Regions from separate parts of the Mus musculus genome. Here all the other regions are linked to region 2. The links are chromatin contacts, called in public Hi-C, HiChIP or PLAC-seq and Micro-C maps. All regions are on one chromosome and are shown on one strand. Each heading gives the region's core, a stretch centred on a gene start, on an enhancer-like site or on the middle of the called end of the contact. The rest is flanking DNA. Distances are from core to core; before and after follow the strand shown. Region 1 overlaps Atrnl1 (attractin like 1). Region 2 overlaps Atrnl1 (attractin like 1). Region 3 overlaps Gfra1 (glial cell line derived neurotrophic factor family receptor alpha 1). Region 4 overlaps Gfra1 (glial cell line derived neurotrophic factor family receptor alpha 1).

Region 1 (2,769 bases), core at 218-2,717, 320 kb after region 2:
TCTTAGGAGGCATTTTCTTCCCCAGGAAGAGCACGACAACTTGTTATCCAACACCAAATGGCCAGCTCTGAAAACATGCATACTAGTAACATTACACAGACTGAGCAGGTCATATTTAAGTGTGTGTGGTGTGTGTGTGTGTGTGTGTGTGTGTGTGTGTGTGTGTGTGTGTGTGATGTGTGTGTGTGTGTGTGTGGTATGTGTGTGTGTGTGTGTGTGTGTGTGTGTGTGTGTGTGTGGTGTGTGTGTGTGTGGTGTGTGTGGTGTGTATGTGTGTGTGTGTTTGTGTGTGTGTGTGTGTGTGTAAACAGAACTGGCCCAGAAGGAGAAAAGGGAAAGAGGAGCTGTTATAAATATAATGACAAAATAATTTAAAGTTAAAATAAAATATATGTACCAAAGTAACTAAATATAATAGCTTCATATTTCAATTAAATTTAGCCTTTAAAAGGTTAGAGAAACCTTTGAAATGTCTCTTTTAACAGTACAGTTCATTAAAACAAGGATATTACAACCCAAATATATTTTAGTAGTGAAAAAAAATCAAATAGTGGAAAATAAGCTAAATAATATTACATTTTAGTTTCATTTTAGCCATGTGCTTGCTAGTTTTATATTGGAGGCAAACCTTAAAGACATTAAAATAAACTGCAAATCTCTCTAAAGCAATGTTATCTTAGTAGAAAATCAAGAAAGACCAGAGATGCAATAGAGAGTTCACCAACAGGCTGACTGAGCAACAGTAGGAGAGTAATCTTACAGACGGGACTGCTCAGGGCACTCTGACTGAGGCCTCTGGTATCTCATTCACTCCCATTAAAAACCTCAACCCCTTCCTTCTCTTGACCAGGCGTGATTGTCAGGGAACAAATGTTATGGCTGAAGCTCCAGTTTAAGTTGCCATCAGCCACCCTTATGACTGAATTCTAGAATGGTTTTCAACACACTCTATCCTCTGGCTGTGGAAGGTGATTCCTTTAAATGCTATCACTGAAGGCTCGCTCATGTTCACAGCCTTGATTCCACAAAAGGCACTTTCTTCTAAGCTATGGCATTTAACAAAAACAGGAAGATTTACAAGCCTTACAATTTAGGCTTCATAATCAAGTGTTAATATTACTTTGTAATCCCTACTGTTTCTCCAACTGGTCCCAACTAACCAGCTATGAATCTCGGTGGTTACTCTAGCACACCGGATAATGCTGCTCCACTAACCATCGCATTTAGTGCTGTCTGGCAGGCATCCATCATATCTCACCATGAAGCTCTGTTAACATCATGAAGTTCAAGTAACTCAGATGGTATCACCTCCATGGAAGACTGAGGGGGACCTGGTTTTGATTACTGACATAGGGAGTGATGACAATGCAGAAAATGAAGGACAAATCCCCTCCCTTGTGCCTGCAGCATGGCATTGTGGTTAAAAACACGTCCTTGGCAAGCCTGCCAATCTCAATTCAATGGCTGGAGTCCATGGCGGACAGAGAGCACTGACTCCCAGAGGTGTCCTCTTTCCTTCTGGTTGAGTGCCAGTCACACACTGTGGCATTAGCTATCTTACATCGCCTGGTTGCAAGTGGGAAGAAATGACTAGCTTTGCAATCATCAAGAAAACAACACACACACATTAAAATTCAGGTACCACACATCAAATAGTCCAAGGAAATTTTGACTTTTTGAGTCTGGCTTATTTTTCTGAGCATAATGATTTCTAGTTGTATCTACTTTCCTTAAAATGCCATGATTTCATTTTTCTTTATGGCTGCGTAAATTCCCATTGAGTGTATGTATCTATCACATTTTATTTAGCCATTCATCTGGGCTGGTTCCATTTCCTAGATACTGTGATTTGTGAACAGACAAACAAGGATGTTTCTGTTGTACATCCATGTGGCAGGTTGAGTAATTTAGTCCTTCGGGTACAAACCAAGAACAGAACGGCTAAGACATCTGCCCACTCTCAGGGGTTTCATGAGGCCCTTCCTTGTCCTTCACGACTCCACAAGTTTATGTTCCCGTTGGCCATAAGTAACGTTCCTTTTTGTTCACAGCCTTGCCAGCATTTTGGTCATGAGTACCTTCAATTACAGCAACCTTGACTGGAGTGAGCTGGGCTCTTACATGTCCCTGAAGGCTAAGGTGTTGGCCATTTTTATTTCTTCTATAGAGACCCATCTGTTGAGTTCAGTAGGTGCTTGTATTTTAAAATTACCATTTTCAGTACCAATTCTCTTGGAATGTTAGACTGAGAACTGTCATGATCATGACAGTATGACTACTGGGTTTTATGCTCTGTTTCTGGATACTTTGTTAGAGATAGGGCAGCCAAGACTGGTTTAAAATTCACGATGTAACTGAGGCTACCTAAATGGATATTTTGATCATAACTACTACTGCCTTGCTCACCATGGTGGCCATTCCGTTCCACAGCTTATACAACAGAAAACGTTGTCTTAAACTCTTCTCCACTTGCAAGCTGAGTATGGTGCCTCACACCTTTCTTCTCCACACTGGGAGGAAGAGGCAGTGAGAAATCAGGATCTTTGTGAGTTCTAGACTAGCCTGGTCTACATAGTGAGTTCCAGGCCAGCCAGTACTACACACCAAGAGCCTATCAGAAGAAGAAGAAGAAGAAGAAGAAGAAGAAGAAGAAGAAGAAGAAGAAGAAGAAGAAGAAGAAGAAGAGGAGGAGGAGGAGGAGGAGGAGGAGGAGGAGGAGGAGGAGGAGGAGGAGGAGGAGGAGGAGGGGGAGGAGGGGGTGGGGGGAAG
Region 2 (2,708 bases), core at 99-2,598:
GAAGGTGGGTGTCCGGTAGCCAGTGGTCTCTCTCAGAATGCTTGGGTACCACCTGATAGGTAAACTGCACATTTCAAAGGCACTTGATACGTGTTGGAAGATGTTGCTACCAGGTCCCCTGTGTGCTGAAGTGTGGCCTGGTCTTTCTGTCAGGTGACTGCTGTTCTGCCCTCTTATCTAAGCCTCTGCCAGGCGGCTGGCCTGCGGAGTTCACCGGCCTGCAGTTAGGCCCTTGTGATCTGCTCCTGGATTGCAGAAGGACCATACCCTTCTGTCCCACAGTTTCAGTTTCACGGAAAGGGGCTGTGGCTACACCTTATGTCTGTCTTCCATGACATTCACAACGCCTTAGCTAGCAAATAAATTGTGAAAAAATATTTCCTGAAATGTAGCTTAGCAATATGTATTGAAAACCTAGCAATGTACCGTGTGTACATATGAGCTAACTTCAGAGCTAGAGATGTGGCCTAAGTAAATAGTCTGAGAGGAAGAGAAAGTTTTATTCGGGGACTCATCACAGCATTATTTATAACAAAAGGCCTGGAAAGAGCATAAATATCTAAGAAGAAGAAATAATTAAGACATTTATGATACATCCATAAAATGCAATATTATACAGTCATTAAAATTATGTTTTTGAATTTTTTTCTGAAGAAATTTTAATGAGTCGTTATGTAACATTTGTTGAAAATGAAGAATATAGGACTTCATTAAAAATGATGCCACTTACATAAAAGAAACCTAAATATATCTGAAATCCTGGAAAGAAATAGGACTTTTTTGGTGGATATTTCCAGGCTGTAAGACGTTTGTTTCATTTATTTTTTCCAAAAAATGTTAGAGAAATTATACATTAAGTTTTCATCATAAATTCAACCAATAACGTATAAATATCCATGAGCTTCCAGGAAAGCGGGCAGGTTCCTACGGTGATAGCCTGAGGTATGTGGCAGTGTGCAGAAGAGAAACGTAGCCTTCCTTCGCAGCCTCCCCACTACATGCATGTGCACACATGTGCTCATGGCCACACACACAAGGACACATTTCTCACTGACAGTAGCTCCTAGCTCTTTTCCTTAGACGTCTGGAATCCCAGCCAACTACAGACGGGCAGAGAATCAGATCGTCTCCGTGACTGCTTTTATGTAAATTACCCCGGCTGACAGTCACGCCATTGTGTGACCTAAAGTCCTCTAGGCTAGAGCTAGGCAGGATGTTTGTCTCATAAGTGCTTGTGCAAATCACTGCAGCCTTTCCCCGGCCTCCAGGCTTCTTCTTCTGCACGTGTAAAGTTAGACACAGTCATTCATTCCCTTCTCAAAGCCCCGAGGGTCTGATTGACAGGCACTGCTGTGGTAACGCGAGACGGCTCCTGCTTCTTCTGTGCTGCCCACAGCTTAGTCAGAGAGACAGAGTGTAGCAGACTGACTTCTAATGAAGTAAGGGCTCATCAAGTGTCACATTAACAGATGTGGTCATCACTGGTTATCAGTGGTCACCTCAGCAGGCGAACTTTAATAGGGAAACAGGGAAAGGCTACCGAAGTCAGATGAGAGCTGGCTGTAAGGTAGAGTGCTGAGTACCAGGTATTTGGCTGAGAAAAACTCAATGGGTCTAGAGTCATCCTCGGTCTCCAAATACTAATGACTCAAGTGTATATAACCTCCCAAGGCAGCAGCCTTGAGGGACAGCTACCAATCCAGTGCAAACATTCTAGCACCGAAAATCCTATAGCATAGTGGCGACTCCAAATACTGAAAGGAAATTAAGACCTGGGACTTATTACTGTGAGAACAGGGGTATTCTCAAGCCTGTGGAGAAGGAAGCTGCACAAGCTAGGGGTATGAACAAGACGAACTCTCCTTTGTCTGATGCTGTTGTGCTAATGTTGCTGTCCTTGCAAGAGAAGAAAGAGCGCCCCCCCCCCCCCCACGGGGAACACATCCGGGGTTCTGGGCTTCCTCCCGCAAGGAGGCTTTGATGCTGTCTCCCACCGCTCTCTCCCGTTAAAGATGGTATAGATAGATGTGAACCATGATTTTAAGGATCTGCAGCAACTGAATACATTTTAATAAACTGGCTGATGTTTTCAATGAAAAGTCTTGGTAATTCTCACATTTAACACTCATAGTTTCTAGAGGAAAGAAATTTTTTTTTAACCTTGTGAATACATAGGGATTTAAGAAAGAGGGACACCAATCAAAGTTACAAAAATAAAGGTTTAGATTTATTTTCTAATTAACATTTTATCGTTTGGACCAATTAGTCTCAACAAGGCTGAGATTCTGCGGATTTCCTAGATCTGACACCTGTGCCTTCCTAATCTGCTGGCGACAAACACGATGTAAATTGACCAATTACAGGACTGAGTCTGGACGCGCACCAGCAGCAGTGAAGCCTGGGGTTCGAGTGTGAAGTGTTCTGGGACAAAAAGGAGTCATGTTTGATCTCTGAGTCATGTTTAAAAATCCCTGCTGGCTTTCCATTTTGCTCTGTCATTTTAAATCCTGAAACAGAGCAGATTAGACGCAAGCCTTGTGTATTTCCTGTAAGCGCCTTTTTCTCCCTCAGTTCTCTGGTCTATTTACTACTTCCTGGTCAGGAACGCATTAGAGGACAGTGACTGCAGCCATAAACTTTAGAGAAAGAGACAAAGCAAGAAGGCTTCAGACTGGGGTTTCTTCTGTTGTGTGGTTGGTAACTGCAGG
Region 3 (3,051 bases), core at 387-2,886, 280 kb before region 2:
CCTACAGGAAAACAAGTAAAGTGGTCTGCACAGCTATGGACAGACAGCTGTGAGAGGGTATCTAAGACCTATCTATCTATCTATCTATTATCTCTCTGTCTATTCATCTATCTATCGTCTATCAGGTATCTGTTGCCTATCAATCAATCAGTTTATATCATCTATCATCTAGCTAGCTAGCTATCAGGTGTCTGTCTATTGTCTATCATATATCAGGTATCTAGCATCTATCTATCTATCTATCTATCTATCATCTATCTATCTATCTATCTATCTATCTATATCTATCTATCATCTATCAGGTATTTATTGATTATCAATCAATTTATATCATCTATCATCTATCTATCTGTCTATCACCTATCATATATCAGGTATCTATCATCTATCTATCTATCTATCTATCTATCTATCTATTATCTCTCTGTCTATTCATCTATCTATCGTCTATCAGGTATCTATTGCCTATCAATCAATCAATTTATATCATCTATCTATTATCTAGCTAGCTAGCTATCAGGTGTCGTCTATTGTCTATCTATCATATATCAGGTACCTATCATCTATCTATCTATCTATCTATCTATCTATCTATCTATCTATCATCTATCAGGTATCTATTGATTATCAATCAATTTATATCATCTATCTATCTGTCTATCACCTATCATATATCAGGCATCTATCATCCATCTATCTATCTATCTATCTATCTATCTATCTATCTATCATTTATCTATGCTTGTCTTTGGAGACATCCTCACTGTTATTAGAGAAGAGACAGACCAGACATCTTACCCATGTCAGAGTGACTTCTCATTGTCCACAGTGAGGGGATAGTTGAGGGTGAAATATGAAGCATAGAGGCTCCATGTGTCTGTTACATTTAGAATTCTGCCATGCTTGGGCTTAAGATGTGTTGGGGGCAGAGTGATTGACATTACATAGAGTCACTCTGAAGAAATCAAGGCTCTGCTTTGATCAAAACTCACCTCAGACTCAGAGATTGCCTCTTAGTTGCTTTGGGCTTTTAGAAAATGCAGTCTGAAAGATGTGTCTAAAGCTCAATAACATGTTATTAAGAGCTGTCTGTCCCTCCTCAGGTGGGATGAAAAAGCAAATATTGGAAAGGCATGTTACATACTTAAAAACAGCAATGGTTTTATGAGAAATGTATAAAAGAATTCGCATAAATGGTTTCATGGCTGGGGGACAAAATGCCTGCTGTGCTCTTAAATGGCCCTCCTCACAGCGGCCATGGAAAGCAGAGTAAAGGCTGTTCTAAGGGTTGATGGGTCCAGTTGGGGGCTGGGTTCCGAGGGGTGACAGTTCTTGTTGGGTCACACTGTTGTAGTGTTGGGTTTGCTACCACTTGTGAGTGGAGAAAAGACTTATTTTCCTACTGTAAATCCTCTGTGACTTTAACGGTATGAATTCTGTCAAGTTGCGGTTGAATAAATTTGCACACAGTTTAACATAACATGGGCACATTAAGCAGGATCTCCAATTCAGAGACCCAACACCAAACGGGGATCTGAAAATAATGCCCACATTTTCCCCAGAAGCCTGTTCACCCTGAGGCCGTGGGCATTAATTAACTGAATGAGGAAGCCACTGGGGCAGCTGTAGGGAGCTTATTTGATTTGTGAGTTAACACTGCCTTCATTTTAAATGCTGTTCCCTTTTACCCGAAGCAAAGCAACTGAGAGGACAAAGGAGACGTGTTGGTTACACAAAACCCACCGAGAACAAAATGGTCTGTGGTCTTTAGGGTCACCACTGGATTCTAGTTTTTTAAGGAAAGTGCATAGTTTGAGAGGTATGGTGTTCTCTCATTCTCTCTCTCTCTGTATGTGTGTGTGTGTGTGCATGCACACATGCACACCTCTGTGTGCCTCTGTGTTTATTCTTGTATGTGCATAGGTACACATGCATGCCTGCAGAGCTCAGAGGCCAACCTTAGCTGTCATTCCTCAGGTACTGCCTTGGTTTTTTTGAAGCAGGGTCTCACACAAACATGGAACTTGCCAACTAGGCTAGCAGCAGGGATCTGCCTGTCTCTGCCTCTCCAGTGCAGGGATTTCCAGTGCCTGTTACTGTACCTTGAGTTCTTCTTATTTGGGTTCTGCAGCTAGAACTCAGGTCCTTGTACATACATGGCAAAGCTTGGCCAGTTGAGTTCTCTCCTGGGCTTCTGCTCACTAGTTTTGAGCTCAGTGAATAGACTGAAGCCCCGAGTTCTGCTTTGAGTTGATGCAGTGGGTTCAGGCTTTCGGCCAAGGAAGAGTGAGGCATGAAGGTCATAGGTCATTCACAGATGTTGAACAGTTGGGATGGTCAGCCGGTAGTCAGCACTGTGTCAGTGATCCACAAGGCTATGTGATGTGGAGAAGAAATAAGAAGAGCTGTCCCCTCTCTTAACCTAGTGCTGTCTTGCTGCCTTAGATCCCTTCAGGAGAAGGAATGATGTCATCTTAGAGGAAGCAGGAATCTCCCAGTGGCAGAGTCAGTGGAGTATCTATAGGGAGGACTTGGAGACATTGTGTAAGACCTGGAAGCATTCCTCTTCTGTCATACAGACCACACTTGAGGATTCATCCAGTTGCCTATCAGTTACTAAGCCAGGGCACTGTGGAGGAGAACTTAGCCAGGGGCCATGAAGACTCTGGTCTAGTGGGCCAGCCTAGCTCTCTTTGGCTCAAAAAGTCTGCCACATCTATTCCACTCCAAAGAGGGAGCTGACAATAAAGCAAGTGACCCGCCCCCCAAGACCCTACACTCACAATGGGACAAGTCCTATGGGTTCTGTGTGTCCCCATCAGCCCATCTGTACTGGATGTTTTTGTGTGTCAACTTGACACAAACTGGAGTTATCACAGAGAAAGGAGCCTCCCTTGAGAAAATGCCTCCATGAGATCCAGCTGTAAGGCATTTTCTCAATTAGTGATCAAGGAGGAAGGGCCCAGCCCATTGTAGGTGGTACCATCCCGGGGTTGGTGGTCCTGGGTTCTATAAGAAAGCAAGCTGAGCAAGCCAGGGGAAGCAATCCAG
Region 4 (2,937 bases), core at 248-2,747, 320 kb before region 2:
GGCAGCATTTACTGCAGGGTGGAGGGGAAGTGCACAGATGGAGAAATGCATGATAAAGCACATATATAATACTCTGTTAATTGCAGTGGGACAGAGGCGGTAGGTATATAAGCACACGTGAGATTCGTCAACTTGGCTCCATATTTGAAAACTTCATAGTAAAATATTGAGGTGGGGGGTGGGAGACAGGTCCTATTTTGGTTCTCTGTATAAACAGAGAGCATTCAGCCTCACCTCTGGGGAACAGGCATTGCCTGAGACCCAGTTACAAAGCCTCAGATGAGGAAGAGGCACAGAGTCCAAAAGTGTGTATGAGAGAGATGGTTGCTGAGCAGGCTCTAGACATGCACGCAACAGCCTTGGCCATGGAGGGCATTGCGTTAAAGGGTTGCAAATTAAGCAGCTTAAGACAACACTAGATAATCATTTTCCAGCTCTGGAGATGAGGAGTCTGGAGTCACACTGGTGGCACCGGGTATATGATGTCATTAGTGGTCCTGAAGGAGGGACATCTTTGCTTCTGCCCAGCTCCTGGTGTTCTGCATCATACCATTCTCCTGCGACTGCATCACCCCCATGGTTTGATCATGTCCATGTGTGTCTTTATTCCAAGGACAACCAGTCGTTTGGAATATCGAGCCCACTGCACCCTGCTGCAGCATCTCAACTTCATCTGTAGAGATTGATTCTCAGTATGGTTGTATTCTAGGGTCGAGAGTGGGGACTTCGGTGGATGCTATTCATCCACTGGAGGACAGGGTCGAAAAGTAAGAAGGAAGACAGAAGCTGTACTTTAAGGACGTGGAGGGGAAGTGTGGATTTTTAAAAATGGCAAAGGGGGAGAAGGGAGGGCCAGGGTCAGAGCAGAAGGCAAATCCGTTCGCATGCAAGGACAGTTCTCTAGACCATGGGGCCTCCCTTCCAACTAACGTCCCGAATATCTTAAAGAATTAAAATGTAAATCTCAGAAATTAAATCCGTGGGTGCCGTGTACACACGAGGAGGCCTTTCCAGAACAGAGAGAGCTCTTCTTCTTTCTTGTTAAACAGCCACACACGGGTGGGCAGTCACGTCTGTACGCCCGGGTTTTATTTGAGATGGATTAAGGTTCGTGATGAACGAATCTCAGAAGGATTGCAGGTGCAGCTCTTGTCAGCTTGCGAAAGTTCAGCTTATCTGAGGCTTATCTAAACCCGAGGAAACCTTTCAGGCCGGTGTGAGGTTAGGGACCTCCTGGAGCTGAGAGTTAATATCCTGTATCAGGAAACACCTGTGTGTGTGTGTGTGTGTGTGTGTGTGTGTGTGTGTGTGTGTGTGTGTGTTGTGTGTAGGGGGGAGTTCTATAAATTAATGGGCCTAGAGGCATGTTGTGGTTTTCAGTTTCCTGGGCTTGGACCACCTGCTCTGGTTGGTGGATGGATTTCAAGTGCAGGCTCCTGGCCCTTGGTTGGGGTGGGGGCGGTTATTTCACTAGTCCCTGGGGATCCTCATCTGTATCCGGTTCTCAAAGGAGCTCAGAGCATCTGTCCCCCATCCACCTGCTCATCTCACACCAGACCCTTCCCTGTAGAATCCCCCCACCTCTTTACCTTGCTCAGTAACTTTTCTTGGGCTGCTTGGATGTGTTAGAATGTTTATTTACGGCTTTGGAAGCCTCCCCTTGTAGCTTATTTAAACAGAGTTCTTGAGAGGTCTCTTCCCTGGACATTCTAGTTTAAAAACTATCTTCATTTCCTCATTTTAAACTTTTTGTTATCAGCTGAACAGTAGCCCCACCCACCCCCAAACATTCCAATATTTATTCACATCGGAGCTCAGAATGTTTGGAAATAGGGTTGACTTGGTATAATTGGGCTACTATCGGAAAATACTGTAAATCGAGTGGCTTATAAAAAGTAATTTCTGACAACTCTGGAGGCTGTAAAGCTCATGATTAAAGCAATGTGCTGGCTGAGTTGGTGTCTGGTGAGGCTCAGTCTATGGCTGATAGATGCTGTAGTGCAGCTAAGTTTGCATGCTATGGAAGGGTCTTGCTGGAACTTCCAGTGGGGCTAATCCTATCTATGAGAGTTCTGCTCCTACAACTTAGTCACCTCCCAAACACTCCTAATAATATCAAGTAGGGATTTGGGTTTTGCTTGCAGATGTTGGAGGAACATGACTTTCCAAACCAGGGCAGCTAGACTTGAGAGGAAAACTTAGATTTAAGATGGGTCTAAGTAGGGCTGGTGGTACTCTTAAGACATAGAGAGGTCACGGGGAGAAGGCTGAAGACAAAGGCAGGAATGAGACTTACGTTTCCAATGGATGCTGGGTGAGACATATGTTCCTCTCTAGAACTTGAAGAGGAGCTACAGTAATGTAGCAAGCACAGCAAATGCTGTCTGGTAGCTCTTTCCTGCTTCTAGCCTGTCTCTCCAGCTAGAATAGTCACTACATGGATACAAGGGCCAGTCATGTTATCAGTGCTCATAATCCATCACCCAGAAGGCCAAGCACACAGTAGGTGTCCATCGAGAACCTGTCAACCGATGAACCCTGGGGTTGGGACAGACACCATGGAGGTTATTAATGTGGTCAATGTTCCCCACCCAGCAGCTACCACTGAAGCCCAGATGTTCTTCATACCAGGTTCAGGTTCTTTTACCACTCTGTGGCAGTAGGTGTGTTTAGCACAAGTGGTCTAATGCCGTGGTTTGATGAGACTTTTGAAAAGAACCCGAAGGTCATTCACAAACAGTACGAGCAAATCACAAGGCAGGAGACCTCCAGTCCGAATCAGAAGATAGATTCAGTTTAGGGCGAGCAGACTGTGGCCTCTGTTTGCCCTCACACTGGAAGCAGCTTTGAGACAGGACTTGTCTTTTTCACGGCATCATGGCCACGGCCTGGGATACTGTACATGGTTACGGGATGCTTGGATGAATTTAAGTGTGT

Evidence for each region. Hi-C and Micro-C count contacts between places; a contact is called where the count stands out from the background. HiChIP or PLAC-seq counts read pairs in DNA pulled down with a chosen protein or histone mark.
Region 1: a contact with region 2 is called in a Micro-C map of muscle stem cells, with 2.8 times the contacts expected there. The contact joins two enhancer-like sites. A contact is called at or near these places in 8 of 484 Hi-C or Micro-C datasets (Sertoli cells, Th1 cells, cerebral cortex and 5 more), 1 of 115 datasets of contacts at active chromatin or transcription factors (embryonic stem cells) and 1 of 9 other capture datasets (embryonic stem cells).
Region 3: a Hi-C map of the N1E-115 cell line shows a contact between it and region 2, with 6 times the contacts expected there. The contact joins two enhancer-like sites. A contact is called at or near these places in 1 of 15 datasets of contacts at CTCF or cohesin (large pre-B cells), 2 of 484 Hi-C or Micro-C datasets (the N1E-115 cell line and peritoneal macrophages), 3 of 115 datasets of contacts at active chromatin or transcription factors (CD4 single positive thymocytes, embryonic basal ganglia and embryonic stem cells) and 1 of 9 other capture datasets (embryonic stem cells).
Region 4: an H3K27ac HiChIP or PLAC-seq map of T-cell acute lymphoblastic leukemia shows a contact between it and region 2, with 2.7 times the contacts expected there. The contact joins two enhancer-like sites. A contact is called at or near these places in 2 of 15 datasets of contacts at CTCF or cohesin (large pre-B cells and pro-B cells), 1 of 484 Hi-C or Micro-C datasets (embryonic retina), 5 of 115 datasets of contacts at active chromatin or transcription factors (T-cell acute lymphoblastic leukemia, embryonic basal ganglia, embryonic stem cells and 2 more) and 3 of 9 other capture datasets (embryonic stem cells, embryonic tail and embryonic trunk).

Annotation. Positions count from the first base shown.
Region 1 is chr19:57,736,374-57,739,142 of GRCm38.p6, reverse strand. All of the region lies in intron 20 of Atrnl1 (attractin like 1), which reads right to left. Among named protein-coding and RNA genes, the nearest start is that of Atrnl1, 130 kb to the right of the region's middle. Within about 2 kb of position 1,467, at least 10 of the 459 cell types and tissues checked have an H3K27ac peak or open chromatin away from gene starts, as enhancers often do. A contact at or near this core is called in muscle stem cells, where this site is marked.
Region 2 is chr19:58,059,576-58,062,283 of GRCm38.p6, reverse strand. All of the region lies in intron 28 of Atrnl1 (attractin like 1), which reads right to left. Among named protein-coding and RNA genes, the nearest start is that of Mir5623, 9.8 kb to the right of the region's middle. Within about 2 kb of position 1,348, at least 63 of the 459 cell types and tissues checked have an H3K27ac peak or open chromatin away from gene starts, as enhancers often do. A contact at or near this core is called in the N1E-115 cell line, T-cell acute lymphoblastic leukemia and muscle stem cells, where this site is marked.
Region 3 is chr19:58,343,861-58,346,911 of GRCm38.p6, reverse strand. The region is part of intron 5 of Gfra1 (glial cell line derived neurotrophic factor family receptor alpha 1); the gene reads left to right. Among named protein-coding and RNA genes, the nearest start is that of Gm10007, 49 kb to the right of the region's middle. Within about 2 kb of position 1,636, at least 5 of the 459 cell types and tissues checked have an H3K27ac peak or open chromatin away from gene starts, as enhancers often do. A contact at or near this core is called in the N1E-115 cell line, where this site is marked.
Region 4 is chr19:58,375,246-58,378,182 of GRCm38.p6, reverse strand. The region is part of intron 5 of Gfra1 (glial cell line derived neurotrophic factor family receptor alpha 1); the gene reads left to right. Among named protein-coding and RNA genes, the nearest start is that of Gfra1, 79 kb to the left of the region's middle. Within about 2 kb of position 1,497, at least 23 of the 459 cell types and tissues checked have an H3K27ac peak or open chromatin away from gene starts, as enhancers often do. A contact at or near this core is called in T-cell acute lymphoblastic leukemia, where this site is marked.